Linked DNA regions of Sus scrofa: region 1 is linked to region 2. A link is a contact called in public Hi-C data. All regions are on one chromosome and are shown on one strand. Each heading gives the region's core, a stretch centred on a gene start, on an enhancer-like site or on the middle of the called end of the contact. The rest is flanking DNA. Distances are from core to core; before and after follow the strand shown. Region 1 overlaps SYNPO (synaptopodin). Region 2 has its middle 43 kb from the start of SYNPO.

Region 1 (2,701 bases), core at 123-2,622, 92 kb after region 2:
ATCTTCCTGCCCGGCCGAGGCCGAGGTTGTGCAGTGGCCAGGCCCTGGTTCCTTCCGGACCCTCCAGGGGGGCAGTGTACCCAGCCTGTTTACCTGTCCCGTTGCCAGGACTCCCAGGCAGCCGCAATAGGAATGGAGTCCAGCCAGAATCTGTTCCCACCTCGCGCCCCCCCCCCGTCCCCTCCCCCGCCCGCCAACAATCCCACTGACGACAGCGGTGGCAGCAGCCGTGGGAAGAAGCGTTTCCCTGCATTCTCTCCCTGTCCCGACCTGGTGCTCCGGCCTCCGTCCCCTGCCCCACCTGCCTCCTCTTGGATCCTCGGTCCCAAAGGCCCGACGGCCAGCAGGGCTCGTCTCTGCCTGAGCACAACGTGAACCCAGGTCTCGGGACCCCCATGGAGCTCCTTCCCCTCGGGCGGTTTTTATGATGCCCCAGCAGTCGTTTCTGCCTGAGGAAGGGTCTGTTTATCAGCTGGCCTCCCAAGAGGAAGACGCGTCAGAAAGCGAGTTGCTCCGGGGGCTGGGTGTGCAGAGGACATGGTGCCACCGGGGGCGCGGACCAGGAGGTGCTGCCGATTCAGGGGTTTGCAGGCCAGCATCCGGCAGCACGCGGGCGCCTCCCACCAGGTCAGGGCGCAGAAGCCGGTGGTGAGGAGACGGGACGCAGCAAAAAGACAGGGATTCGCATCCCAGCTCTGCGCCTTACAAGCCTATGGCCCGGGGCCGGACTTTCCGAGCTCTGCTTTCAGCTGCAAACTGGGAAGAGCAGTGGTCTTATCTCCGGGGCTGTGGGGAGGATGCAGCGAGAGGACGGGTGGGAGTGCACAGCACTTTGCACGGCGGCTGTGGTGAGGGCTCCACCCTGCCAGCAGCCAGACCCTCGCTCTAAAGGCTGTAGGCGGCCTCTGGTCCCCTCCCCCCACAGGGTCCTGCAGGCAGACCCAGGGCTCCTGACCCCAGGCAGCTCTTCCCTGAGGCTCCCTCGTGCCTTCATCTCCTGAAGGCTCATCTTCAGAGCCCCTCACCCGCTGTCCAGGGAGAGTCTTTCAAGGGCCAGCACCCCAACCTGGCCCTCAAGAGGCTTAGAGAAGGGGGGTGTCAGGATGTGTACAGTGCGGGCGAGCCAGGCAGATTGGGGGCCCAGCAAGGGACCAGTCCCCTGCGGCCCCCGGCCACCTTTATCCCCCTGACACCAGGGACCGCAGTCTTGGATGGAGCTGGCTGGGGCATCCCCAGGGCTGGGGAATTGGGGATGGAGCTGCCTCCCTTGGGATGCCCGGAGTTGGCCCGGCCCCCGTCCCCTCAGCTGTGTTTGCGCAGGGTGGCAGAAGTCGTCTGGACCGCTGGCTGGGCCTGGTCCACGCCTCCTGCCGAATTCCTTTTCCATGGAATCACTGCGGGCTGGGATGGGGGCGCGGGAGCTCCTTCAGAGGCAGGCTCTGTCACCCCCTGGCCGTCTCTGCTATGTCCCTCTTGTCCCAGAGCAGCAGGTGGGAGGGTGGTTCCTGGCCTGGCTGAGGTCAGCAGACCAGGTCCTGGCCCGCGGCCTCCTCCCCAGTGACCCTTTTCCTCCCTAAAGCCCCCAGGTCAGCGGACTCCCGGGGGCCTTCAGGCTCGGACAATGGGGCATTTTCTAGCCCCGTGGCATTTGGAACCAGTCTTGGGCGGGGCTGGGGCCGGGGCCTTGAAGTGAAGAGAAGGGACAGAGAAGGGCAGGGACCGGGGCGCCTGCGTCACGCGAACCCCGAAGCCCTGAGGAGCCGGTGCCTGGGAGCCGACAGCCTCGGGACTCCAAGCGGGGGGTGGCCCGGCCCGTTCCCTTCTGGCTCCGCGACCCTGGGCAGCTCACAGCATCGCTGCGTCTTAGTTTTCCCATCACTGCAGAGCCAATAACAGTAACGGGGGCTGCGTGGAACTGCCGTGGGAGGGGAGGCAGATCGCCGGTGCAAAGCGCGCGTCTGGGTCCGAGGTATGAGAAACGCTGGCGGGACTAGGCATGTGTATCCTGACCGTGCCTCGCGGGGCCGTGACTTGTGACGGGTTCTCTGCAGGGCTGTCTCGTGGCGGAGGGGAGGCTCTTTTTCTGCGGGGCTGGGGGGCCGAGCCGTGTGGAGGGGCAGGGGCTGCGGAAGGAGCCCCTCTGCGGCTCAGGAATGCGTCAGTGGAAGGCACCCCCTCAGGGAAGTGAGCTTCCTGTCAGCTGGGTGTGTAGAGGCTTGTACACTCAGGGGTGCGGTTTCAGGGACACAGGAATTGGGGGGGGTGGAGCCGGGTGACAGCCATCTCTGAGGTCCTGAGGTTCTGTGATTTGAAGCAATGATCCCTGCCTCCCAAAAACTCTGGAATCTCCTCTGTGTGACCTGGAGAAGGTCACAACCCTGCTCAGGACCGCGATCCGGTGAATGAAGGTCCTTTGCTAAAGTAGCACTGACCCCTTCCAGGGGGGTCTCACGGGGACCCCAGCTGCCAGCACGGCGCAGGGAAGCGCGAGCCCCCACCCTGCCTACTCTGTCTACTCAGGCTCGGTGACTGCGCGGCACGTGGGACCTCATGCTCGCCTCGCAGCCTAACGTCAGTGCCTTGATCACCGTCTGCTCAGTTCAGGAAACTGACTCAGGAGTGGCAGGAACTTGCCACGGTCACACGGCCAGCAAACAGCAGAGCCTGGACTTGGGCTGAAGGCCTGGCTTCTAAGCAGGGA
Region 2 (2,831 bases), core at 296-2,795:
AGAGCTGCGGCTTCTCAGCAGGCTCGCTGCTGCACCGTGAGTGGGGGGAGCAGTGAATCAGGCCCTCGAGTGCGAACCAGAGAAGGGCCACGACGTGGCGGCTGCCGTGGGTGCGCCGGGACGCAGCCGGGACACAGCTGCGCACACAAGGGCGGCTCCTGCAGACACCCGTTCCCAAAGGGGCAGGGGTCATGAGGCCACCACAGAACCCGTGTGGAGGCCGCCTTGATGGGCGCAGGGGATCTGGGAGACGCAGACGGGCGTCTCTGCCCAGGGAGCCCTCAGGAAACCTGAGGAGTTTCCACTTGAAAACCTCCCCTCCCCTCGGCCGCCCTGCGGCGCATGGAGTTAGTTCAGATCCAAGCTGCAGCTGGGACCTGTGCCACAGCACCGGATCCCTCAACCCTCTGTGGCAAGGCTGGGCATCAGACCTGCACCCTGGTACTGCCGACATGCCCCTCAACCTATTGCGCCAGAGCGGGAACTCCCCACAGCCCCAGAACCCTGAGAGCCCCAGAAACACTGAAGGCCCAGCCCAGGTGCTCCCCGAGGTCCCAGGCGGCCTGCAGATCTCAGGGCCCCTGGGCCCTCCCCATCCCCGTGAGGCAGCCCCTCGGGGGACGTGGCGCCCCAGGAGTGGCCCCACATCCGGGAAGTGCCCCTTTCCCTGGAAGAGTCCTTGATGGGGTGCCCCGCAGCGAGGTTCGTAATAGCAAAGCAAGGTGTCCAGCCACAGGGGTCAGCTCCACAGCCACTCGTGTGGCCGCCTGCTGGAAGGTGGTGACGCGGTCGAGAATACTGAGCCCAGTGTCTGCGTCCTGCCGCTACGTTTCTCCAAGACGGACTTACAGTGACCATTTGTAGAAAGAGAACTCGCGCCATGGTACTTACAACCCCAGCAGTGAAGCACGCGCTCTCCCTCCCTCTCCCGCTCTCTCCCCCCCCCACCTCTCCCTCGCTCCTCTCTCCCTCTCTCTCCCCCACCTCTCTCTCTTCCTCCGTCTCTCTCCCCCCCTCCCCCCCTCCCCCTCCCCCTCCCTCTCTCTCCCCCCTCCCCCTCCCTCTCTCTCCCCCTCCCCCTCCCTCTCTCTCCCCCCTCCCCCTCCCTCTCTCTCCCCCCTCTCCCTCCCTCTCTCTCTCCCCCCCTCTCTCTCCCTCCCTCCCTCCCCCCCTTTCACCAAACTGAGAACTGGCTCCTTCTGAAAGAGGGGGAGGGAAAGGGGAGCAGTGGATGTCACAGAGGACTTGAGCTTCGGCTGAAATGTTTGAGTTAAAGCACAGATGACGTGTCCTCTGTGGAATGAAAACGGTTTTTAAAAAAAAGTAGCTAGAAAAGGGTGAAGCAGAAAGAGTGGGGTTTGGGGGGGGTCTGGGCAGCTGGACTGCTGTGCCATGAAGGCGACCCGGCCGCCACCCGTGGGCAGCCAGACCGCAGGGTCCAAGGATGCCCCTGCCTAGGGGTCTTGCTTTGCGGCAGCGCCCCGAGCTCTGACGGAGCCCGAGCTGAGGAGCCCGACTGGCAGTGTGACGGCGCGCTGCTCGGCTCCCACACGCTCGCAGACACATGCGCAGTGACCACCAGGGCTGGGACAAACATGGCACGCCCGAGAAGGACATAACTGATGCCCGTGAAATTCCCGACAAACACGCAACAGGAATCCAGCCGAGAGGAGCAGCGGCTCGTCCGCGCGCTGGGACAGGTTGCGCGGTAACTGGCCTGAGCTCTAAGCGTCAAGGTCGCAGAAGACAAAGGCTGAGAAGTGGTTCAAGATGAAGGGAGACCGAAGAGACCCAGCAGTCACACTTCTTTTGGGACCCTGGAGGGAAGCAGTTGCCTAGAAAGAGCACCATGCTGCTAACTGCAAATTGTGAATGGATTGTGTGGACTGGCTCATGGCATTGTATCGATGCTATGTTTCCTGATTTTCATTGTTGGACTGTTATGCAAGAGTATATCATTGCTCTTAAGTGGTATATGCTGAAATACTGGTGCCTAAAATGGAAGAAATAAAGCTGAATTTTGACTCATGCTCTTTCTCTGTTAGGTCAAAATTATCTGGTGCAGTTCAAGACGTGTCCACCAGGGGGCACTGTCAGCCCAGCCTCTCAGGCTAGATAGCGTGACCCTCCCCGCAAGAGACTGGCTTGGTGGTTAATGGTGCTGAAGAAATATACTATAGATCACTCAATGACATGAATAATGAACTATTTCTCACATTGTCAGGAAGCCCTTCTGCCTTTTTTTTTTTTTTTTTTTTTTTTGCTTTTTAGGGTCGCACCTGTGCCATATGGAGGTGCCAGGGGTCAAATTAGAGCTGTAGCTGCTGGCCACAGACACAGCCATAGAGAATCTGAGATGCGTCTGTGACCCACACCACAGCTCATGGCAACACCGGATCCTTAACCCACTGAGTGAGGCCAGGGATTGAACCTGTGTCCTCATGATTACTAGTTTGGTTTGTTACCGCTGAGCTGTGATGGGAACTCCCAGCTCTTCTGCTTATCAAGTGTTTTCTCTTTCAGTCCTTGCAACAACCTCTGAGGTAGATATTATCATCATTCCCATTGTGTAGATGGTGACTCTGGGGCTCAGAGAGGTTCAGTAATCCTGCCAGGGGCACAGAGCCAGCTCTAGTTCCTGGTCTGTGAGACGCCACAGCCTAAAGCCCAGCGGGTGGTCCTGCCCCCTGTCATGAGGCAGAGGGGGGGCTTTCTCACTAATACCTCCGGGCACCGGGTGGAGGCTGTTTGCTGTTTTGCGTAGGAGCAGGTGGAGCTGCTCCTCTGCTGGGGACACGGGGGCGGGGGGCTCCGTTGTAGGGAGGGAGGGA

Evidence for each region. Hi-C and Micro-C count contacts between places; a contact is called where the count stands out from the background.
Region 1: a Hi-C map of retroperitoneal adipose tissue shows a contact between it and region 2, with 2.0 times the contacts expected there. The contact joins two enhancer-like sites. A contact is called at or near these places in 1 of 5 promoter capture datasets (liver), 24 of 47 Hi-C or Micro-C datasets (alveolar macrophages, blood, brain and 14 more) and 1 of 2 datasets of contacts at active chromatin or transcription factors (skeletal muscle).

Annotation. Positions count from the first base shown.
Region 1 is chr2:151,619,074-151,621,774 of Sscrofa11.1, forward strand. The region is part of intron 3 of SYNPO (synaptopodin); the gene reads left to right. Among named protein-coding and RNA genes, the nearest start is that of MYOZ3, 16 kb to the right of the region's middle. Within about 2 kb of position 1,373, at least 19 of the 83 cell types and tissues checked have an H3K27ac peak or open chromatin away from gene starts, as enhancers often do. A contact at or near this core is called in retroperitoneal adipose tissue, where this site is marked.
Region 2 is chr2:151,526,411-151,529,241 of Sscrofa11.1, forward strand. No RefSeq gene overlaps it. Among named protein-coding and RNA genes, the nearest start is that of SYNPO, 43 kb to the right of the region's middle. Within about 2 kb of position 1,546, at least 16 of the 83 cell types and tissues checked have an H3K27ac peak or open chromatin away from gene starts, as enhancers often do. A contact at or near this core is called in retroperitoneal adipose tissue, where this site is marked.